Linked DNA regions of Mus musculus: all the other regions are linked to region 1. Evidence: chromatin contacts called from public promoter capture Hi-C data. All regions are on one chromosome and are shown on one strand. The core of a region is the stretch at or near the end of the contact, and the rest is flanking DNA. Distances in the headings are between cores, read along the strand shown.

Evidence for each region. Promoter capture Hi-C pulls out the DNA fragments that hold promoters and counts their contacts.
Region 2: a contact with region 1 is called in a promoter capture Hi-C map of liver, with 4 times the contacts expected there. The contact joins the enhancer-like site here to the promoter of Rfesd in region 1. A contact is called at or near these places in 4 of 39 promoter capture datasets (the 3T3-L1 cell line, the C10 cell line, hippocampal neurons and 1 more).
Region 3: a contact with region 1 is called in a promoter capture Hi-C map of pre-B cells, with 4 times the contacts expected there. The contact joins the promoter of Ccdc127 here to the promoter of Rfesd in region 1. A contact is called at or near these places in 7 of 39 promoter capture datasets (the C10 cell line, cranial neural crest, hematopoietic stem and progenitor cells and 3 more), 1 of 484 Hi-C or Micro-C datasets (uterus), 2 of 115 datasets of contacts at active chromatin or transcription factors (astrocytes and large pre-B cells) and 1 of 9 other capture datasets (liver).
Region 4: a contact with region 1 is called in a promoter capture Hi-C map of pre-B cells, with 3 times the contacts expected there. The contact joins the promoter of Cep72 here to the promoter of Rfesd in region 1. A contact is called at or near these places in 3 of 39 promoter capture datasets (hippocampal neurons, liver and pre-B cells) and 1 of 484 Hi-C or Micro-C datasets (CD4 T cells).
Region 5: a promoter capture Hi-C map of pre-B cells shows a contact between it and region 1, with 2.1 times the contacts expected there. The contact joins the promoter of Pdcd6 here to the promoter of Rfesd in region 1. A contact is called at or near these places in 8 of 39 promoter capture datasets (the 3T3-L1 cell line, 3T3-L1-derived adipocytes, HPC-7-derived erythroid cells and 4 more), 1 of 115 datasets of contacts at active chromatin or transcription factors (astrocytes) and 1 of 9 other capture datasets (adipose tissue).
Region 6: a contact with region 1 is called in a promoter capture Hi-C map of hippocampal neurons, with 8 times the contacts expected there. The contact joins the promoter of E430024I08Rik here to the promoter of Rfesd in region 1. A contact is called at or near these places in 2 of 39 promoter capture datasets (hippocampal neurons and pre-B cells), 1 of 484 Hi-C or Micro-C datasets (CD4 T cells), 1 of 115 datasets of contacts at active chromatin or transcription factors (astrocytes) and 2 of 9 other capture datasets (adipose tissue and liver).
Region 7: a promoter capture Hi-C map of pre-B cells shows a contact between it and region 1. The contact joins the promoter of Exoc3 here to the promoter of Rfesd in region 1. A contact is called at or near these places in 3 of 39 promoter capture datasets (liver and pre-B cells), 1 of 484 Hi-C or Micro-C datasets (CD4 T cells) and 2 of 9 other capture datasets (liver and macrophages).

The regions. Positions count from the first base shown.
Region 1 is chr13:76,017,276-76,020,366 of GRCm38.p6, reverse strand. It overlaps Rfesd (Rieske (Fe-S) domain containing), which reads left to right and starts at 1,805. Exons shown (of 4, transcript NM_178916.5): 1 at 1,805-2,846. It also overlaps the pseudogene Gm4165.
Region 2 is chr13:74,693,968-74,697,073 of GRCm38.p6, reverse strand. Cast (calpastatin) reads left to right here. Exons shown (of 31, transcript NM_009817.4): 30 at 1,122-1,183; 31 at 2,241-3,106. The coding sequence ends at 1,175. Among named protein-coding and RNA genes, the nearest start is that of Erap1, 56 kb to the right of the region's middle. Within about 2 kb of position 1,388, at least 5 of the 459 cell types and tissues checked have an H3K27ac peak or open chromatin away from gene starts, as enhancers often do. A contact at or near this core is called in liver, where this site is marked.
Region 3 is chr13:74,348,433-74,351,668 of GRCm38.p6, reverse strand. Ccdc127 (coiled-coil domain containing 127) reads right to left here and starts at 1,352. Exons shown (of 3, transcript NM_001168659.1): 1 at 1,261-1,352. Sdha (succinate dehydrogenase complex, subunit A, flavoprotein (Fp)) reads left to right here and starts at 1,429. Exons shown (of 15, transcript NM_023281.1): 1 at 1,429-1,523. The coding sequence starts at 1,461.
Region 4 is chr13:74,060,998-74,064,457 of GRCm38.p6, reverse strand. It overlaps Cep72 (centrosomal protein 72), which reads left to right and starts at 2,173. Exons shown (of 12, transcript NM_028959.3): 1 at 2,173-2,274. The coding sequence starts at 2,196.
Region 5 is chr13:74,315,891-74,318,986 of GRCm38.p6, reverse strand. It overlaps Pdcd6 (programmed cell death 6), which reads left to right and starts at 1,661. Exons shown (of 6, transcript NM_011051.3): 1 at 1,661-1,880; 2 at 2,596-2,657. The coding sequence starts at 1,780.
Region 6 is chr13:74,461,512-74,464,996 of GRCm38.p6, reverse strand. E430024I08Rik (a long non-coding RNA gene) reads left to right here and starts at 1,385. Exons shown (of 8, transcript XR_003950546.1): 1 at 1,385-1,788; 2 at 2,331-2,415.
Region 7 is chr13:74,206,516-74,209,966 of GRCm38.p6, reverse strand. It overlaps Exoc3 (exocyst complex component 3), which reads left to right and starts at 1,267. Exons shown (of 13, transcript NM_177333.4): 1 at 1,267-1,309; 2 at 2,870-3,060. The coding sequence starts at 2,887.

The DNA.
Region 1 (3,091 bases), core at 556-3,055:
GAAAACTTGGAGGGTGATTTGAGAGAATCATTTGAGCTCACAAGTCTGAGATCAACCTGGATAACACAGCAAAACTTTGTCTTGAAAGAAAAAAAATGTATGCAACACACCAGGATAAGTGAACAAGACCCCTGAGTCTCAGGTCCCCAGTCCTTTGGGGCACTGAAATCACTGTGTTAGTATGTTAAATACAGATTTCAACGTCCAATTTTGGATTCACAGTGTAATAATTTTGGAAGTTAGTGATCCTGTGAACATGATGAACATGCCTAGGGTCCACCAGATATTCTGTAAGAAATATGGAAAGGACCAACCCCACAAGGTGACACAGTACAAGAAGGACAAGGATTCTTTGTAAGCAGCGTTATGACAGGAAACAAAGTGACTATGGTGGACAAACTAAGCCTATTTTCCGCAAAAAGGCTTCTACAAAGAAGATTGTGCTGAGACTGGAGTGCATTGAGCCCAACTGCAGATCTAAGAGGATGCTGGCTATTAAGAGATGTGAGCATTTTGAATTGTGAGGCGACAAGAAGAGAAAGGGCCAAGTGATCCAGTTCTAAGCTGATTTTGTTATGAATAAAATCTTGACCTTTCACTCCCTCTGATTGCAGTTGGTCTTTCTGGGAGGGAAAAAATGAAAAGCTTTCAGAAATTAAAAAACAAAAATATATATTGAATCCTTTCTAAGATTTTTACTTCATTGATCTGGTATACTGGGCAAAGTTGCTTTGTTATTGTTTTTTGGTTTTGTTTGTTTTAATTCCTAGGCAGATCTAAAGCCTAGCCAAGATTATGAGCTATTGAATCAAAGGATCATTAATTTTAAAAAATCCTTATTATTCTGTGTGAGCAGGGACATGCATGCTACAGCATAGTTTGTTAAGTCAGTTCCTACATCATTAAATGAGCTCTGGGCTACAACTCAGGCTGTCCCGTTTACAAGCACCCTTACTCCATGAATCATCTTGCTGGCCTCTTTTTTCTTTTTTCTTTTTTTAAAGCAGGGTGTCTGTGCTGCCCAACACTTGGGTTCAAGTGATCAACTTCAGCCCGGGTTGTGGGCTCTATAAGAGCTTGCCACGTGCCAGTTTACAGAGAATGCTTGCAAACCAGTAAGACTCATTTAGCTTGCACCTCTGAGCATAAGTATGGGGAGTTCTTATTGTGTTGCTCTTAATGTAACACTGAAAGAGAAATTGAAAGTGAAAACACACCATCTCCCCTTAAATCTAGTAATTTTTAAAAGCTTTGGTATACACAAATACTTAACCTATTTGTATCTCAAGCAATGAGTTATTTGTGTTAAAGAGAGCATATTACACATGGGAGCCTGTATGGTGTAGTGTATGGAATTGGACCTTTGGGTATACAGTATATGGCTGTAAAGTTTTCCCATGTTCTAGGTATTATTTCGCTTAGGGATGAGATTGCTGAGTGCATTTAAAATTTGGATAAATTTAGAGTGAGTCCGATTATCGTTCTTTGAAAAAAGAAAAGAGAAAGAAAATGATGCACCTACTCATATCCCACAAGAGCTAGAAAAATTCCACAAACAGGACAGCAGCCTGATGGAGGGACGGGAGGGGAGCCAGTACTTCCTAGCACGTGACCCCTGCCCCGCCTCCTCACAAACTCGCGTCGCGCAGGCGCAGGACGCAGGGGCTGCGGGAGCTGGGTGTTGAGGGCGGGGCGAGGACCCCAGCACAGTAAGTTAGGTTCTCGCGGTGCGGGAATTGGGTGAGGGGAGCGGGGCGGAGATTTCTGGCACGCTGCTGCTTCCGGTCGGACACCGCCCGGGCCTGCACTTCCTGCGTCCGCTGGCAGCGGTTCCGAGTCCTCGGGTGTCTGAGCAGGGAGCGTTTGGACCCTCGTGGACTGGCATTGGCAAGAGCCTCAGTGAACTGTTCGCCTTGACAGTTGGGCCACAGCCGGGACCTGCAGCCATTTAAATAGGCTTTTCCGCACTTGTGCCATAAACTATGAAAGCGAATCCTTCTGACGTCCCACGCACCCCAAATATTCTCCTGGGATGGCCGTCGGGACGACTGCTGGTTGCCGTGCTGTCCCTAGCGCCGCTCAATCTAGCAGCTGCGGCCTGTCTTCTTAGCAAATAAAACTGGTTTGAGAACTGCTAAAGCCATGGGGGTGGCTACCAGCCTTGCTGCGCTTCCTGCGGTTGCACCCAGCTGTATAGAGTAGAGGTGCCTTAACGTGGTTGTCCTCTGCACACCCTATGATACAGGCCTCTTAGGAAGCAGTCCGGGATTCAGACGCTGGTGAAACGCCTTGTCATCTTTAATACCAGACATTGGCAGTAATTCGCTCAGCTGCACGGCTTCATTAAATTGGGCAAGTGTTTTACTTTAGATATTTGTGAAGACAATCTTGTACATTAGCATTCCTACATAAACATTCAGAACCATCTTTTCCGATACATGTGTGCACTGCGAATATAAAACTCTCTATACGTTTTTGCCGAACGGTTTTTGTGACTTTCAAGATGATTTTCTTTCAGGCCACATGTTTTTTGTTTTTTGTTTCTTTTCTTTTATAAATCGCTGGCTGCTAGTGACACGAAAGTTACACCAAGCAACATATGAGCTTACAGATATTTAATTTTGTGAGGAGTAATGAACATTTACACGCAAAGTGTCCAAGCGGTAGTGAAATGTAGCTAGTCAAATGTATTTATTATCATCAAACTGCTACTGACTAAAGCATTTCCCTTCCCTGAGCCTAAAAGCCAGGGTGTCACCCTGGAGATAAGCACTGTGATAATTTGTGGGCCAGGTCCCCACTCTAAGAGTCCCTGAGTCATTGCTCAAGAGGAGTGACACATGAGTGTGAGTACCTTTAATTTCATGTCTTTTGTCTTCAGTGACTTTATACTTGAATGAATTATCTACATTAGAAAGGTGTTTAAAACTGTCGGGGCCATCCACTTATCTAAAACAAATAGTTTTATATGGAATTCTCACTTTAAGAAATCTAATTTTAGGGATCTACGAACAACAAAACAGTTTTTATTTTTAAAGACAATGGTAGAACAGAACATTTTTTATTTTTATTTTTTTTTGTCAAAAACTGT
Region 2 (3,106 bases), core at 139-2,638, 1.3 Mb after region 1:
GGTCATAAAAAGGGAACTAACGATTTATTATAGGTGCTAAGACAGGAGAGAAAATATTGACTGGGTTTATCTATACTTCACTAATACCTTAGTTATGGTTTTAAACCTTCAGTGAACCTGTGGAGCTGAGACAGGTGATGGATGTTTAGCCAGATAATTTCTCCTAATGGATATGCATGTAAACATCCTCTGTTGTAAACTATTGCAATTTATGATTTGATTTTTTTGTGTGTGAACTTATGATGAACTTTGTAACATGCGATCATGTATTCTGAAAGCATTATAAGTACTGAAGACATAGAGAAGAGAGGAGATTTTTTTCCTTTTCCCCTCCTGGAAGAATCTTTTTCCTTACTAGAATTTTTGCCCCCTTTCCCCTTTTAGAGAATTTTTCCCCTTCACCACATAGGATCTTTCTGCTTTTCCCCTCAGTTAGCTTCATAAAAGCTTTAAAAGTTTCATAGGAAACTTTTTACAACTTAGTAATAAATGCTATAATCACTTTTCTAAGTGTCCATTTTTTCTTCCTGTGACTTCCAACTAGCAGGCTGAAAGTGAGAGCCCAGCAGCTCCTGCTGAGATAGTACAAAGGCTATTTACTTAATCCGTTGCTGTTTGAGGAAGATGTGCTAAGTGCCAAAAACTGCAGTTTTTGGCCTCAGAGGATCACCACAGGCAGGTCAACTACAGTAGCAAGATAACAGACTTAGATAAGTAAACTTATTATTATTATACAGCAACCCTAAATATCTTGTAGGACAAAGTCTTATCCTCCAACGATGCTCTTCCCCCTCTGCTGCTTCAAGAATCTACAAGAAAGAAGACCCCACCCACCCACCCCCCACCGGGGCTGGCCCCAGGCAAAAATTTTATAGGGTCCATTAAAAACATGTTTAAAGTGAGAAATTTAGGATTAAGACTATTTACATCTTATAACTTAAAAACTAAGGAAAGAACAGAGCATGTTTGTGTCAAATGAAGAATATAGACCAGGCCACCCTCTCTGCCTTCTGTTTGGTCCTTATCCAGGAGTTCATTTTCTCCTTCTGTTTCCTGGTGAGTTATTGTGCAGTGTTGATTTAGAAATAAAAGCACTCACTATAGCTTTGCTTCCCCCTTAGAAGACAGAGGAAGTGTCCAAGCCAAAGGCTAAAGAAGATGCAAGACACAGTTAATGAATTTGGTAAGTTGAGTTTCCACTGTAAATAGCAATAACTGCCTTCTAGCAGCTGGCACCGTGGGGCGCGAGAGGCAAGTTTCTCTCTGAGTATTCCACACCTGTTCCTGTTCTTAGGACCCATAGCTTGCGAAGTTCAAAGTATTCCATTCCCCAACAAGCACTAAAGGGCTTATTGTGCTACTAGAACTTTTCTTGTTAATCATTGATTAAATTACTCTTAAAATGGCCTGGCAGTGGTGGTGGCTTTGATCCTATCAAAGGCAGAGGAAGGCAGAGCTCACAAAGTTCAAGGCCAGCCTGTCTACAGAGCGAGTTCCAGGACAGCCAGGGCTACACAGAAAAACTTGTCCTTGAAAAAAACAAAACAAAACCAAAAACCACAAAACTCTTTAAAGAACTCAGACTTTGAATGAAAATCATACACCACAAGCTAGTTCAATCTTTGAAATTATACAGACTTTTCTTGCAATGTATTTGTAGCAAAATGGCAGTAATTGCTATCTGAAATACAATGCATGGTGAGTGGTAGAAATCACAGTTTGGGAATAAAGGCTGTTTAACCTTCTGTTTTTGTTTTGTTTTTTTCTTAATTCTGAAAGAACAATAATGGATTCTGACCTATTCTTCAATAGGTGGGTTCTGATCTTCCTAAAAATCATAAAATGAAACTGCATGCTCAACAAAGCCTTAAAGAAAACAAATAAAAAGAACAACAACAACAACAACAGAAAAGAAAATAAGAAATGGGGTTGGCATGGTGAGGGATGCACATGGTAGATTCATGGAAGTTGCCCTCTGAAGTCCACATGCATACTGTGGCATACATATATTAAATGAAACTGTAAAGTAAGGTATTTTGGTTTTTTGTTTCTGTTGTTTTGTTTTGGTTTGGTTTGGTTTGGTTTTAAACTATGGGTTAAATGGCCCAGCTCTCTTGCCAGGATCCATTTCATTTCCTATAGCGCAGTTAGCACACCAACAAGAGCTGCTCCACATTTCTCAGAGTAACTGATGACCTTCTATTAACAACCTACTCACTCATATTTCCTTTTATTTTAAGGGTATCTGAATAGAAATTCTTCAGCTGGTGGATGGTGACTTTTGAAGAACAAAGGCTTTGATGACAGTTTTTTCTGGGTGGTTTCTGGACAGTGGTATTTGTTATGTCTTTTGACATCTTAAACACTGAGTTGTTATTCTTTTCCAGAACGAAAATGAATTTGTCTGCTTCACCTGTGTTCTGTATTGAGTATTGATAAACTTCAAAGATTTTTAATTGCCCTTAGATGGGAGAAGGAAGCTTTATATTTGTAAGAAATATATTTGATAGTTTCTTAAAACACCAAAAATCCCAGAAAGCCTTTACAAACCTTTGCACTTTATATATACAGTGCCTGTAAATCTCATTAGTATTTTTGGTTTGCACTAAATTTTTTTAGCATTTGAAAAATAATGCTCCCAACTTTTGTCAGTATTTTGATTTCTTATTATGTCTTTTTCTTCAGCTTTGATGTATCTTTGGGTTAATGTTGATAAGTCAAACATGAAATATTGTATACTCGGTGTATAACTCTTTTGGGGATGCTAATAATAAATTAATGATAGATGACCCAAGGTAAACCTTGGGAGCATCAATCTCCTTTCCTGCCTGAACTCTACTTTCTTAGGAATGAGGACTTCTACTCATGGTCAAACAAGACACACTGAGACTTGAATGAAGCTAGCAGAAAAACAGCACAGACTAGAGTTTAACGTATAACTTTTAGCAATAAATTGGGGATTCTTAGAATACTCATATGGCTTGAACTATCCTGGTTTACCATGGCATTAAACTGTGGTTTCCACCCTCTACATGAAAACCAGATCAAAATCCTTTGCTTATAGTCACTTGCCACATTGTCTAAAGCATCTTTACCAAACACAAAA
Region 3 (3,236 bases), core at 103-2,602, 1.7 Mb after region 1:
CCTTGTTTAACATGTTAAGATGCACAATAATGAACAATAAATATATAACCATAATACATGGCTCAGAATGTAACGGTTTATAGGAACTATAGAATTAATACGTATGACGTATGGTAGATGCCTAATTTAGAAATATGTATGTGTATATACATATATATATATGTATGTATGCACACACACACATACACACACTAAAAGCAGGCAACTTTCAAAAACCTCCTACTATGTATAGCCATCCATCAGATATCTGATGGGGAGCCCCATCTCATACCAAAAGCCTTGAAGATAGCCAAGGCTCCCATATACAATGCTGTATTTGAATATAATCTGCTCAATACTTTATCTCTAAGTCACCGATACCTAATAAGGTATAAAGGCACTTAAGTAGTTCATCTGTTTTATTTTCCCCCTTGTTAAAAAAAAAGTCTGTACATACTCCGAACAGACACATTTTCCCCAAATATATTTTATCTGCAGTTGGTTGAACCCACCAACGCAGAACCCTTGTAGGGTAAGCTGTCATATTTATTTCCTCTGCACCAACAACATCCATTTTGGGGTTATAAAGTTCAAGGAAATAATTCAAAATATAAAGTGTTGTGCATGAATATATTCCATATTTCCTTATTTATTAATAAAAAAACAAAGAAATAAAATGGGAACGGTTCATTGTAAACTTAAACAATTCAAAATAATGGTCATAAAGATTGTGCACCAAGAGGAAAACCTTAATCTAATATTAACTGAAAATTCAGGAAACAATTACGATTATTGGTTTACTTTTTATGCTATTTAATTCCACCGAACATTTCAGCTATACTCACTAGAAAAATAGAAAAACTATCTGAAAGTGATCAAATGAGAGCGCGTTTGCAATATGGGATGCTAGCCACGATCTAAGCAGCTTTCAGGATGACAACAGGCCGGGCCTCCAGCTTCCCAGCTGCTGTAACGAAGACGAAAGCTTTGGATATAGTTTCTAGTTCAGTATCCTGGCTTTTACGTAGCCCAGTGCAGCTAGCTGCTCCTTGTCCAGCCACCAAGACATCATTCCTACCTACTCTAGAAGTCCAGGGCAGTATGTACCCCCCCCCCCCCCCATTAGTTGAGATTCAAGCGCCCAACAAAACGGGCTCTTATGGAGCTTGCGATCTCCGCCCCAGGACCCTACTTCCATCTCTCCAGATCATCCGACCCTCTCTGTTTTGGCAAACAAGAACCACCCGAGAAGCACTTTAAAGACATTGGCACCTCACTTACCCCTGGAGCAGAGCCCATCAGCGTTGCTGCCACCCTACCTCAGACGTGTTGCCACCGCCGCGTTTACAGGGCGCAGGCGCACCACCACTCACGCGAGCCAGGAGGGGCGTGTTGCGCAGGCGCAGAATCTTCCAAGCCCGACACCCGCGCGACTCGGTGCGCAAGCGCAGTCTGTCGCTGGGGCTTGCGGGAAGGCAGACATGGCCGGGGTTGGCGCAGTTTCGAGGCTTCTTCGCGGGCGGCGCTTGGCGTTAACTGGGGCGGTGAGTTAGTGCCACGAAATGGCAGGCGCTAGGAGTGCGCCACGATTCCACCCGAGTTGGCCTGAGTCTGGGAAGGTGCAGTGGGCCGAAGCCGACTGCTTTCCGGCGAAGGTCACGACCCCGAGGTCGCGGGCGTGGAGTCTGGCCTTCCCCGTCTTGGTCTAGCGAAGTTCTCCAAGGTTAAAGGGAGGGACCGGCCTGTTGCATTCTGGATGCGGACGGGTCTGCGAGTAATCCGTTGGTAGTCTGGGTGTCGACACTAAGACTTATAAGTGATGAGCTTACAGGTTTTGTGTAGTGGCCTTAGCTACTGTTTTTAAATATCAAAGAGATATTTGAAGATACCAGGTGAGACTTCTGCACCGTGTTCATCCAGTCTTGCGACTTCTTTTTGCATTTGAAGAGGTACACAGTGACTCAGGGTTGCAGGGGTCTGATGTTGGCCTCCCAGATTGTCAGATCTTGTCTCAGTGCACTCTTTGCCGGTCACCTGTTATTCGTCACACTCCTAGGGTTTTATTAACGTAAACTAAATTTGACAGGTTGGGTTCTTTAAAGTTCTGTCTCACCTACCTACTTAACAATTTAATTACAAAGTAAAGGCCCTAAGACATTGAACAGTATCGACTTGCATTGTGCATCAAATTATGGCTGCAGTTGTCTATTTTCTGAAATAGATATTAAAATGCATGTTCAATGAAATGTTCAAGGGTTAGTTGGCAGCTATTCTTGCAAGGCCAGAAGGCATTTTCAAACCTTGATAATTTCTGTGATTTGTATTTGCTGCCACAAACTCCTACTTCCACCTCTATCCCTTGGGCTCTGCAAGAAGGGTTTTAAGTCCTGATCATTGAAGCCCTTTACAGGAGATAATAAGTCAGCCACCTATAATTGTAGCAGAATTCTTTTGTAGCAGAAATAGGTGAGCCCACCCCATGCCCAGGATTCACTCCACACACTCAAGGAAAAAAAAAAAAAATAATGATAGTCTGAGCCCAGCTCTGGCTAATGCCCAAAAGGAACAGTCAAGGATAGAAGATTTTTATTAACTTGTATACACCTTAGGTTTATGCTTACCACATATGTTGGCATCCTTAAATTCCTTTCCTATTCCAGATCCAGTTTATGCTTTGACCAGTTTAGACAGAGACAGGAGACTGCAAGTCTGGCCACTTAGGCAGGTGGGAGATTTGCACAGCAAAGGTATTTTTCATTGCCTGAATTGTTTTTAAGTGCATCTTTATTGTTCCTGCCTATGGGCATCTCGTCCAGCTGTCAGAATTAGGCTTTGTTAAGAAGAGAAGTGGAGCTTTATGGAATACCATATTTAAAGTTTATTGTCACCCGGGACTGCCTTCTAGAGGAATGGTCTTTGAAAGAGAAATGGGCTTACTAGTTGTAATTCGGTTTGTCTCCTTTGTTAAGGGAAAGAGTCTAATGGCTGCTCAATCCTGCTGAAGAAACATTTACATCCTAGAATCCTTAATTTTACTTATGTCCAACAGGCCTGGTGTCTTAGTCAGGGTTTCTATTCCTGCACAAACATCATGACCAAGAAGCAAGTTGGGGAGGAAAGGGTTTATTCAGCTTACACTTCCATACTGCTGTTCATCACCAAAGGAAGTCAGGATAGGAACTCAAGCAGGTCAAAAAGCAGGAGCCGATGCAGAGACCATGGAGAGATGTTCTTTACTGGCTTGCTTCCACTGGCTT
Region 4 (3,460 bases), core at 924-3,423, 2.0 Mb after region 1:
TGCCTTCAAGGGTGACAGCCATTCTGCATTCAGCCACAGCTTTATATTTCTCTCATACAGCCCCTGCTTCAGTCTCCTCCTGATGGCTCTGACTGCTTGCTCGCGATCCTTTGTCTACACTACTGGGTTCTAACATTAGTCTGGGGATATGCAGTCAGAGCCAGCGCCTCTAGCAACTATGTGCCTTGCACCAGTGGGAGGTCCACCTATGAGCATGGAAGCATTCTTTTCAACATTGCCAACAGGCTGGTGTGGCTCCTGATTGACTTTAGGAGGAAGTACTGTGGTATGCACATAAGCCCAGCTTTTGTAACAGGAAGGAGAGATCTAACTAGCTAAGGAAACATACTAGAGTATTGCCCCTACAAGAGAATGAGGAGCGCTAACAATGTCATGTCACCCATAGCTCTAAGAGGCCCACTGAGGATGCAGGGCCCTCCTCCTATCTAAAACTCTCAGTCTTGATGGCACCTCCTCCTTTTACTCCCTATGGCCAAAGACAGTCATGGAGAAAGGCAGAAACCCTCAGGGGCCAGCTTGAACCTATATTTTCTTCAGGCACATATGGGTGGGTCAGCCTCAGGCTGCCCTGCCTCCCTCCTGGTCTTTTTGAAGATGACTATATATTTTGTGCCCACATGTTTAGAGATTCAGGCTGGAGAGTGAAAGCCTCCATGGAAGATCCTAGAAAACCACAAGGGGTATCAGGTAGAAAGAGCCAGAGAGGCCTCCTCTGCTCCCACCAATGTCCAGCTGGCCTAGGTTGTGGGTCTTAAGCAGCACATGTTTTGGCATGTCCTACAGAGAGAGCATACAAAAAGAAGCACAAGCCTTATACATGGCAACAGTGGCTCTTCTTACCCCATCTCAGACAGCTGATGAATGCCAAGGTTGGGAGCAGCATGGGGGGGGGGTGTGTATGTGAGATCAACAGAATGTTCTGGGTAGGACTGCCTGCCAACTCTCCAGGTAGTAGGGAAGACCAGGCTGTGGGACTCCAGCTAAGGAAGGTTCCTGCTAACCTCCAGGTCTAGTTGGGAAAGCTTTATGAACTATGAGGCAGAAGGGATTGTTCCTGATGTGACCCAGCCTGGCTCATCATCTCTATCTCCGAGTCACAACACTGTTCCTTGCTCTGTGTCTTCACCAGCACCAAATCAAGTTCAAGTGCTGCTGGCTCACTCCTAAACACCTCAAATGGAACTTAAGGACATAAAACAGCTTAAATGCATGTAGGTTTGGCCACAGTCTAATGTTACCACGGCAGATGGTATTTAATAAACCACCGGAAAGAGTACTTGGTAGTAATTAATCATTAGCATAACCTTTTACTGAGGCTTGTAAGAAATCATAGGCTTGTAGGAATCTTTGCAGGGTGCAAAGCTAATCCTTGTCCCTCTTTCTTCAGTGAAGATGTAAAACGTTAGTAAACAGAAACGTTACTTCCCAAGTTTCTACTGGCACTTTCATTGCAGTAGAAAAGCTGGTCTTGGGTCTGTCCCTGACAGACCATCCGTCTCCCCAAGGTCCCACTTGGACTCTGATCTTGGTCAGAGAAAATAGAATAAGAGAGGGTGATTGAAATCTGTGTTGTGTCCTGAGGCGCCACATGTCTTAGATGGCAAGCATACAAGCCTTAATTTGCTTCTGAAAAGCTTAGTTATCTCTCCAATGCCTGGAAGTTATTAGTAGACCCCAGGTTTGATGAAAGGACTTTCAATGTGTCTTAGTTAGGAGAAATTTTTTTTTTTTTTTTTTTTTTTTTTTGCACACAGCCTGTCTCTCCAGCCACATGATGAGAACTTTTGGAAGTGCGTGGGGGTTGGCGGGGGGGGGGGGGGGGAGCATCTCAGGGGCTGGGACAGGAAGAAACCTTAGGAGAGAAGGCTCCTGGAGGGAGTAGGAAATGAATGGAAGTGGGAGTAGGTGCGAATGCCCCGGGCACTAACAGCTGTTTCCACAAACCGCACTGAACGCAATGGGGTTGTCCTGGGGAGGAGCCAGAGCAGGGTGAGGTTGCACTCAGAGCTCAGCGGATTAGGATGGCTTGGGTGAACCTGTCCCAAAGAAAGTTTTAAACACAGCCGAAGCTCCGCCCACCCTCCTGGGCCCGCCCCTTGCAGGCTTGGTCCCGCCCGCCCGTTCCAGATCACGTCACAGCGCAGGCGCCGCGCGCCAGCGTCCGGTTTGAAAACATGGCGCCAGGCCAGCGGTTGGTTTTGTGTGAAGAGACTGTACGAGAGCGCAGCGGCCTGGGTCCCCACCGCGACCTGGGTGCGTGGGGGACAGACTGGGTTGGCCTGCCGGGCCTGATAGCTCTGCCTCCGTGCGAATGGCACTTGACCACAAACGGTCTCGGCCCGTGGGGCAAGGAGGCGGGGCCGGCTGGGCGGGTTTGTGGGGAAGGGCGTGGCTAAGGTCCTGGAGAGCCGGTGGACGCGGCCTGGGTTTTCTGTGGGACCGCGGTCAGGCTGAGCCCCCCGCTTCTTTTTTGCAGCAGCTTTCATCTGTCTTCCTGGGTTCCTACATGGCATTTCGCTTATGAAGATGCAGGTCTCTTTTTATATGGTTTGGACATCAAGGCCCCATTACGTTTTGAGCAAGAGATCGTGCGGAATTTGTGTTGTGATTTTTTTTTTTTCCTTTTTAACTTTTTTCCCCTGGACTTTGACAGGGAAACCACGCAGGCCTAGAATTTTCCATTGTTGAAGATTTTCGATTACCATTTTTTAAATTCGATTACGATTTTTAAACTTATAGTGGTTTCACCTAGAGTGCATTTTCGTTATCTAAATCGTTTTTTCTTGATTGTCAACCATATCTACATAGAACTGACTACAGCATTCTCTTACTATTTTATTAATGCTTGTGGGGCCTGTAGGGATATTCCCCATTTTCATAAATGGTACTTAATCTGGCTCTATCTTTCAGTCATGTTGGAGATATACGGTTTTTGGTCATGCCAAAGACACCACTTTTGGGTTGGTTGATTTGTCTTCACTGTTTTTAAATTTTACCTTTTTCTCTGTGCTTGCTTTGCATTTATTTTCCTCTTTAGATTCTAGAAGTGAAACGTGTGGATTAAAGCTTGTTTTATAATTTAAATCTCTTAATCTGTACATTTCTCTTTACGTATCACATAGCTGCACACACTAACACATTTGTTAGTGTTTATATTTCTACTGTGTGTTAAGGTACTGGAGATAGAACATAGGGCTTTGCATATGCTAAGCAAATGCCCTGTCATGGGACTTCACCCCAAACGTTTTTTTAATTTTTCAAGTGTGTTATTAAGCCAAGATGACCTTGATCTCCATTTTTAACGGAACCTGGCCTTGGAATTTTAGTCCGACACTCAAGTGGCTAGGATTGCAGGCAGTTGCCACCATGACTGGTTCTAATTTTCATTGATTTTAATATGCTTTTCAAATATCCCTTTAGGTATCTTCTTAGACCTCCA
Region 5 (3,096 bases), core at 412-2,911, 1.7 Mb after region 1:
CAGAAAGAGCCAATGTTTAGAAAAGTTCTAAAGGAAAACAATTTTGTGTATATAGTAGCTCAAAGAAGTAGCTCAGAGAATTAGGTTAAAGGAAAGAGTGGCCCAATATGCAGACACATGATATGATTAACATCATAGGAGGACAGGGTTATCTCATTTATTTCTCTACTGGAAAGCTTAGAACAGACCTGGTTAAGAGGAAACTAAACCTGAGATAGGGCAAGGAGATAGATGGTGGCACCTGGAAGACAACTACCTGTAAGCTGTTGCAGAAGGTGGTCTCTTTGGGACTGGACCTTTATAGCATTCCAAAGTCAGCAAACAGCTGGTAGAGTCCCGGATTCAGCAGCCTCGGGTCTGCTGAAGTTTCTCTGTACTGGAAAACTTCCAGTTCAAGTAGGAAAATTATGATTAATATTTTTGTATTTCTGGTAAAGAGAAAAGGAGCCAGAGAGAGGACAGAATAAAAATAGATCTCAGATTCTAAATAAAAGAACCAGAAAAGTCTAAAAGATTATTCAAAAGTGAGATGAACAGTTTATGAGAAATTATAAAAAATGAATTCGCCAAATCCTGGAAAAAAAATCTACCTTTCTTAAAGAATTTTGTAGATTTTGAGGTAAATGTCAAAGCTATAAGATGTTTCTTTGAGCAATTTGAAAGTCTCTTAAGATGTCCTAAGAACAAGAGAAATGGAGCAGAAAACGATACAGTTGGGACTTGATCAGATCTATAGCTGTGCTAAATAATGGATGATTATCCACATGGAAGTTTCAGATGTACAAGGCCATACTCTTGGCCCTTGGTCTCTTCACCCTCTTCTTTAGTTATGGGGTAAACAAACCCCCCATAAAGACAGCATAGCAGTTCTTATTATAAGTCTGTCCCTGGATGAGGACTACAGGAAGGCTGGAATAATCCTATGGCAGAACGGAGTAATCTGTATCTTGAGCTATTCACAGTATTCAGATTTAGGTGGAAGGATGGCCTGACAGCCCGTGAATGTGACCGGTTGGTAGTTGCCCCAATGCTATGCATTTTCCCATTTAGGGACATTCCAAACTATAAAAGCACCATAGAATTAGTATCTAGAACGAAAGAAGGAATACTTATAATTAAAAGGAGTAACCACCAAAAGTACAGAAGTCCAAGTAAGGGGTGGAGAAAACACAGCTCTCACCTCAGGACCAAACCTCACTCGGGCCATTTACAAATGAAGTCACTGCAAACCTAGGGAGGCTGGGCATAAACCGATATAAGCAAGTGGGAAGGCAAGAAGGTGTAGTATGGACAGACGGACAAACTCCAGAGTGCACAAAATGCACTTTGCGTTTCCGCCGAGGACTTCATGCGGTTGGTGCACATCACATTCGCACTAAATACTAATGCAGACGTAAAGGGAAGCCGTCGGTCCAAGTGAAAGCTTTCACCACTTTCCGTTACAGGTCGAGGCGTTTTGTAAGCTTGGGTCGGCCCCTCATGGCGTGGTCTCTTCTGAGCTCACCCGCCGCAGCTTCGGGCTGAGACACACAGGAGGGCGGAGCGGGGTGGGGCTGAAAAGGAAAGGGACACCCAAGGCCGGGCAAGAGTAGGAGGCGGAGCTCAGACTAACCCCAAGGCCCTCCAGACGTTGCGTGGCAACGGACCACGCCTGCCAAGTGACTCAAAGGTGCGCGCTTCCGTTGTTCCCAGGAAGTTGTGGGCTCCTGGTCCTGCCCCATAACTGAGGCGGAAGCATAGCTTGTGGAGCTGGGCCGCGTTGCCGCTGTGCATCAGCCCATGGCTGCCTACTCCTACCGCCCAGGCCCGGGTGGTGGCCCCGGCCCTGCTGCTGGAGCTGCACTGCCAGACCAGAGCTTCCTGTGGAACGTCTTCCAGCGGTAAGGCCAGCGCCGCTCAGCTCCTTCGGCCCTTGGGTCGGTCCTCAGTTTTCAGGGCCTATTCTCCAGTCCTCCCTCTCCCCAGCCCTTCATCCCCCGACCTCCTTCCCAGTCCTTCCTACTCCCCTCCATCCCCGACTTTCTCTCTTCTACAATAGCACAGGGTTCAGGGTCATGTTGGCAGTGACTTTGCCCAGGGCCGAAGGGCGCGGAACAGTCGCCCTACAGGGTCAGGTGCTTGCGTTAGAAACAGGACAAATCTTGAATCAGGAAAACGGCATCAGTGAAAAGAGCTGGCTGCTATTGCATGTCTTCTGTCCCTGGCCGTCCTTCTGAATGACTGATTGTCTTTCCACTGACTCGTGCCAAAGAATGACTTATTCGTCCTAGAGAATCTTTCTTTACCTATTATGATGAACTGGTGCAGGTATAAATTAAGCAGACTTGAAGAGCTAACAGAAAGCTTGAAAGGAATAGAGAAAAGATGACTCAACCCCTCCTACTGCTTCTGGTTGTTCATTAGTCTCTGGCACACCTGGGGGCGTGTGACATTCCAGCTGAGCAAAGAGGAAGGTCTGGCCAGAGTAACATTCCAGACCTAGTGTAGATTGATGAAAATGATGTCTTGGCTATGTTTTATTTTTAATACTTCCTTTACATTTAATCACCAGCTTACCTGTTTTCTGTTTGTTTGTTTGTTTGTTTGTTTTTGTAGGGTTGATAAAGACAGGAGTGGAGTGATTTCAGACAATGAGCTTCAGCAAGCATTATCCAATGGTGAGTTGAAGCCTGATTCATTCACAGTAAGCAGTTTCCTTCCTGGAATTATTTCCAAAGAAGTCCTTAAGACTAAATTGCCATTACCGGTATAAGGTAAAGGTGTTTGCTAAGCTTCTGTGTTTGTATTTTCTTAATTATCATTGCTGCCTTACCGAGCTCCAGAACAAATGTATGTGAGCCTCTGAAATGGGAGCTATAGTGTAGACCTTGCCCAAGAGTGAAAAAGGTTAGCTCTGTGCAACAGAGGTCCCTCACTTATCTAGAAGGCCTTTGACCTGCTATCAGTCTTAGCAACTGTTCTGAAGAGGATCATCGGGGACACTGACAAATTGTCAGGTGACATTTAGAAGTAATTGCTTAGTTTTTGAAAGGCTTCAAGATGGTCCTTAGGTACTTTTGTGGAAGTATGTTTGCTATAAGAACTGCTAAAACTTGC
Region 6 (3,485 bases), core at 136-2,635, 1.6 Mb after region 1:
TGCAACCATCTATAATGGAATCCAACGCCTTCTTCTGGTGTATCTGAGGACAGCTACAGTGTATATTCATGGACATTAAAAAAAAATCTTAAAAAAATGCCTTACTAGCACTTAGTAACTTATACTTGTCTGTTGGGATCTGTGAATATCAAAGTCATTGTATCCTTTGTTAGTATGCCACTTTTGGAGGTATGTGGATGGGAAAACTTTTAGGTTCTTTTGAGGAGCCATTAAATCTGTAAGGTAGAAGTTACTAGAATCAGAACAAAACAAAACATTAAGATGCAAAACGAATACTTTGTAAGTCTGATATTTCTTCTTTGTGTAATAGGGATACTATTGACTCGGTGGGACCATCAAGAATAATGGTGCCTACCATTTGATCTTGAACCATGTGGTTATATTACCTAAAGACCTGGTAAAATTAAATGGTCTATGCTTTATATCATTATCAAAAAAAGACACCAAGCCCCATGATTGCTTACATTTTAAGAGGATTCCCTAGGTGAAATTTAAAACAACAACTGAAGAAATAGTGGTTTTCTGTTGTATGAGAACTGGGCCCCTGAGTAAAGTAAACCTATTTCCCATCAGGGAATTCCGGGTTCTTGCATAGCCCCCTTATGACTTTCTTTGGGGCAGGAAGGAAGATGCTGATAGTATGAAAAAGAGGACTGGGAAGGCAGATGAGAGAAGAGACAGGAGCTGATTTCACATAGCACAGCAAAATCTTTGTGCTAACCCTGAGCCTAACCCTAAACCTGTAACCCTAACCACACTAACCCTAATCTAAACACTCTTTATCTTAATCCTAACCCTCTAATCCCCTAACTCTAACCCTGCATCCTGTAAGGGAGTTTTCTTAATTATTCCTTTTGAAGTGAGAAACCCTTGCTATATCTTGGTCTTTTGAGAGTTTAAGATCCACCTTTAATCCAGGCTACACATTCTTTCTGAAACCTACATACATAAAGGACCTTAAACAGGGAAGTTCTTTCAAATTGTCTACTTCTTTCCCTACATTTTTTAGCAAGGTGTTTTGTTTGTTCATTCATTCATTTTGTTTTGTTTTTAAACTGGCATTAGTAAGTACGTATTTCTTCAGAATTCTGGTAAGTTCTCAAGATCCGCTGAGATATCAAGCAATGTGAACTCAACAAGTCCTTGATTTTTCTTCTTTCCCTTGGCAATGAATGTGCTAAGCCATTATTGGACTAGGAGGACCACTGTCTGTGAGACATTCTATTAATCCCCTTTCTACATACATAAAGAAATTCGTCCTATGAGATGAGGTACGATTATCTGTACTAATACAACTGTGGTTTGTCTCCACCCTGCCACTGAGGAAGATGCGCTGGCTAACAACAGTGCTCTACACTGTTTGTCATCTCTTTCCTGGTTTTCTCCCAAGGTTGTTTCATACCTCTTTGGTGAAAAGGACCTGCATTTCCCCTGGTCCAGCATCAAGCTACAAAACAAAACTCTTGTATCCTAAAATCCTCTTTAGTGTTATTATCCTGGGCATCCTTCCACTGGTGAGCCAGATTGATAACTCCACTCCCAGTTTAGTAAAAGGCTAGCGACCTTGATTTCAGGAAGAAGGGGAAGTGCTGTGAGGAAAGCTCAAGCAAGCCAGGAAGTAGGTCATGGTGAGTGCAGGACCACTGCTACAACGGGAAGGAGCAGGCGGCTGAACAGCCTGAGCTGAAATGCTGTCTCCACTCCCACCGCTCGGAGGATAGACACAAATGCTAATGGAGAGCAAGTCAGACCAGAGATCTGGAAAAGGTCTGACCCAAGACTGGAAGCTCTATTTAACCTTGAGGAGGGGTAAGACTCATTGGGCAATCTAGGGCCCCAGGCGGATCTGCCAGTCAGACAATGAGGAGGGTTCTTCCGGGTGGCTTGCTGCACGTTCGTTTTGGAATGCAGGAGTGAATAGTCCTTTCCGTCCTGCTTTGAGTAATGCTGTTGGGTGCCATTGGGGACCTTAAGCGAGCTCCGAAGTTGAGACATGGTGAGTGCGAGATCACTGCCCACAAAGGGGAGGAGCAGGCGGATGAACAGCCGGAGCTGCAATGGTGGATCCTCCTCAAAGTCGGCCTGGGACCACAGATAGAGGAGGCTCTAGGAGGATAGGCACAAATGCCACCCGAATGCAAACCACTCCCGAGATCTGTAAAAGGACTGGACCGGGACAGGAAGCACACTTTAATCTAGAGGCGGGGTAAGACTCGCTGGCCAATCAAGGATTCCAGGGCGAACTGCCAGTCAGACAATGAGGCGGGGTCTTCCGGATGCCTTGCTGGAAGTTTGTTTTTGCTCTACAGGATTGAACCGTCTCTGTGTCTTGCTTTGAGCGCTGCTGTTGGGTGCTGTGAGTGGACCTCAAGTAAGCTCCGTTTTTGAAACATGGTAAGCGCATGGTTACTGTCTATAATGGGTAGGGGCAGGTGGCTGAGCAGTGGGAGCTGAGGTGGTGTGTCCTCTCTGGGGCTGTATGGGAAGCCTCAGCCAGATGTAACCAGATGTGGCCAATTGTGCGGTCCTTTGTGATGCTCCTCACTTGCTAAAACAGGCGGTGAACTCTGAATAACATCAGTATCAGGGCTGAATCAGCTCAAAACATTAGGATTAGGGGCTTGCTTGTAGAAATTTCACGGGCAGGATGCCAAACTTGGAGAGCCCTAGTTTCTCTTGAATCTTCTATAAGTTTTGCCCCCAGCATTTACCTATTAAGTATAAGATCCATTTGTAGTTAATTTTGTGGAGCTGTTAAAAGGCATCTCATGTGTTGGGTAGCACTCCCATACTAAGCTGAGATGTAGAAGAGTAGAATTGATGATTTAAATGGTTTACCAAGCTTAAGAAATAGTGACAGTAAGTAGCATTTAGCTGATGGAGGACTGTGTCAAAAACACCCCACAGGTTAGTATGCTAAGCAGGCCGGTTAGAGACTAGGATGCTAGGATTCACATGTTTGCTCCCCAGGTTTGTCTACACAGCTGGCTCCAAACTATAACAAAGGAGAGACAACTGTGATGTACAACCAGCCACTTGGCACATGCTCAAAGCAAAAAGCAGGTCTGTAACAAGCTGCTCAATCCATCATTACAGAGTCACAACCAACATTAATGCCTGGTGTGCCTAAAGCTCCCGTTTTCTAATTGAGAAAAGCATAGTTCTGCCACATGGAAAAATTACACTGGTTGACATCCATTTGAGAAGGAAAAACACCTATGTGCTTGCAGACAGGAGCTGAGCATGGCTGTCCTCTGAGAGGCTCTACCAGTAACTGAGACAGATGCAGATACTTACAGCCAACCAATGGACTCCAGTCAGGGACCCTATGGAAGAGTTAGGGGAAGGATTGAAGGAGCTGTATGGTATACCAGTCCCTTAAGAAGACCAATAGTATCATGTAACCTAGACCCCTGGGAGCTCACAGAGACGAAGCCATCAACCAAAGAGAATACATGGGCTGG
Region 7 (3,451 bases), core at 18-2,517, 1.8 Mb after region 1:
AAAGTATCCTGAGCTTTGTCACTCTGTGGCTTACCAAAAACAAAAGCTGAGATTCTTATTTTATTTATTTAATTGAAAGGAAACAAGCTGAGTCATCTACTGAAGCAGTTCACATCTAACTAGGCTAGTTAACTGAATTCGTTAGGGAGCACCATGACTAAACACTCCACTATATAGTGGGCAGCAGGAGATTAGGGTTGGATATAAGGTAACTAAGGAAAACCGCAGCTTTGTCTTGGTAGCTGTGCCTCCCCACTTTGCAGTTAAACATTCATGAAGCTGAAATTTCTCCTGTTTTGTCATAAACTAAGGGGTCAGGGCACTTTCCCAGTTGCAACCCCTACACTAAGGGAGGGTCTGCATCTTTAAAAGACTGACTTCATCATATAATTTGCATTGTGGTTATGACAGGTTACCTATACTGTTCTTTCATTTACTGAAGATTTACCCCATCATCCATTGGCTTGGGAGAGCCAGACTTTGTAGTGATGTTATGGATAGGCACACAACTCAACAAATGTATGCAGAAAAGGTGAAAAAAAAAAAACACAACCAAACCTGTCAGGGTAGGGTTGTCATACCTGATGGGTGAGTGGAAGAACCTAAACCCCGCCAAAATTTACTAAAAGTTCGTAACAGTGTGGGGAAATCTCTGTATCTGCAGAGGTAGAACAAAGTTTCTGGCTGTTCTAGGTACCGGGGCGACTCGATGCTTCACTGCTTCCTTCAGCTGGAGTAATTCCACCAGCTGCTGTTTTGCTCGTGGTTTTGTTTTCTTCGCCGCTTCTACGTGCTACGCGAGCAGCTATCAGCAGGCAGCCCACTCTCTGTGGCACTGTCCTGAATACTTGAAATCTACTTGCTGTCAGAAACCTCTGGGGGATGAGGGCGAGGACAGCAAGAAGAAACAAATATACGAAATATAAGTAGTGGAATCTTGAATACAAGACACAGTAAAGATATGGAGAGGTGTGGAGAGACTAAGGTAGCTAAGGGGAGGAACTGAGCAAGGGCAAACCTAAGTGGTTAATCCGGAGAGAAAGGGTGGGTACAATAGGTGCTACTTAAAATAAGAGGGTCGGGAGAGCGCCAAACGTCAGACGGCGGAGCCAGGCCTGAATCTGTAATCCCTGATCCTGAGTCTGTGTCACCAGAAGCACAAGTTTCCTAAGAGTCTACAGAAAGATCGCCCGTACAGCGCCTTCAAGGTTACCCAGAGCCCATCCTTCCGCCCAGACGCCGGAAACGGAAGTGACCGCGTTGCACACTTCCGGTCCGGCTCCGGGAGGTGGCAGCGGCGTTGCGGACGGTGAGGAAGCTCTGCTCTGACAGCCTTGGGTGCCTGTGCGGTGGGCGGGGCGCTGGGCCCTCGACTGTGGCACAGTGTACCCCTTAGTGGGTTTGTCCTTGGCGAGGGACAGCATCGGCCGACGTTTCTGGCGGGATGCGACACCCTCTAGTGCGGGTCCCTGGGCGGGTTTGGGTTTGTCCTCGGTGTGCGTCCCTCCCATCTCCTTGGTCGGGGCTGCTTCTACCCTCAGAGTTCCCTTTTGCCCCAGAGGCCGGAAATCTGACAGTCCTCAAGCTGCCATTGGAAGCAGATTTGGTGGCGATCCAGTACAGTTTTTTTAGTTTTTGATTCTCTGTGTTCAGGTTTATGAGTGGACTCTTTCTTGCAAAGCTTTTTTGGTTTTGGGTCAGCTTTCCTTTTGCATCTGGCTTGTAACACTGCCACAGGAGTGCCTTTCACCTGTCAGCTGGAGTGGGGGACTCCATGCCAGAGGGATGGTTTGGTATTATGTTTAATACCTAGTCCTGTAAATAGAATTATACAAGTTTTAATGTTTTGGGAATGCTGAAGATAACATGTCAAACTAAAGCAAAAGAAAAAAAAAAAAGCCCGCAGTGAATCAGTCCTGTTAGAAGTGGTTGTGGAATCCTCTTTCTGTGGCCTGCTCAGATTTCCTGTCTGGGTACGAGTAATTTTATAGTCAGAAGATGAAGATGGTGTTTGCAATGCTGTTCCACTTGAATGAAAATGCAAAGAGAGAAATACACAGGGAGAAGCTACATAACTGGAAATGTACAATGGATTTTAGTGGTTTTCTGAGACTACTTGGGAATAGAGTGAAAGATTCCAGAAGGTAGGTCTTTATCACATCTGTGGCTGTTGAGTAGCTGAAATTAAAGGAAACAGTGTTATTAATTCCCTCATTTGCTGGATAGTCAGCAAATAGCCATTGTAGGTCCATGACTTGGATAGTATTAGATATTAGACTAAAGGGTGATTGACCGGGTACATTTGTGCTTAGGGGAAACAAGCTACTCAAGTAAGGACAATAAATTACCTTTTGCTGTCTTATCTTTGTTTTTAGAAGTGTTCAAAAGTAAGAAGTGGTATCTTGGCCACCCAGAGCAATGGTAAGGGAGTATAAGACTCGTGTTTGCCCACTGGGCTGCTGCTGAAGTGTAGGTAATAGTTGTTGCCTTCCAGTGACTAACTACCCCATGGACTTGGGCAGCACTAGGGTGAGCTCCAGAAATGAAAAGCTGATCTTTTATAGGGCTAAGAATTGTGTTAGAGCTGCCTTTGACATAGTCTTAAGTCCCTGTATAAATACTCTCTGTGTGACTGTCTTACGCCTGTGAGATATCCCTGCTTCTCTCTGTTAAGGTAAAATCTTCTTAGCAATTGAATTCTAAGGATTTGCAGTTTTGTTAAGGAGTTTATGACCCAAGTTCAGCTTTCATTTCTAGTTTGCTAATTTAAATGCCATAGAAATTCTCCATTAGTTGCATGGTGAGCACATGACCTTTGCATGTGGAGTCGTCACTTCATTTTGACATACCCTCTCCTTTGTGTATATAGTGTACCTGTGGTATGACATGTGCAAAGATTCTGCCTGCTTTTTGACAATGAAGGAGACAGACCTGGAGGCTGTTGCAACAGCAGTCCAAAGGGTTGCTGGGATGCTTCAGCGCCCAGACCAACTGGACAAAGTGGAGCAGTATCGCAGAAGGGAAGCTCGGAAGAAGGCCTCTGTAGAGGCCAGGCTAAAGGTAGGAGACCATAGAAATGACGGGACTGAGCATTTGTCTTGAGTTTCTCTTCGCCACTACCCTGCTTGCCTACCACCCTATTTTATGGAAATATATTCTCAACTGAGGTTGACTCAGTCTTGTGACAAGTTAACATAAAGTTAGTCAACACAGTATAGTATATATTATGTGTGTGTGTGTACATATACACTTAAATCTAGATTCTGTATATGAAAGCCTGGTATTTTTGTCTTTCTTCTTACTGTTTTTTCAAGTTCCTTTCATTTGGACTAGCAGTTCTCATCCTGTAGATCATGATCCCTTTGGGGATCGAGCAACCCTTTCACAGGGGTCAGTCACCTAAGACCATCAGAAAACACACATTTACAGTAATGTTCATAATAATAGCAAA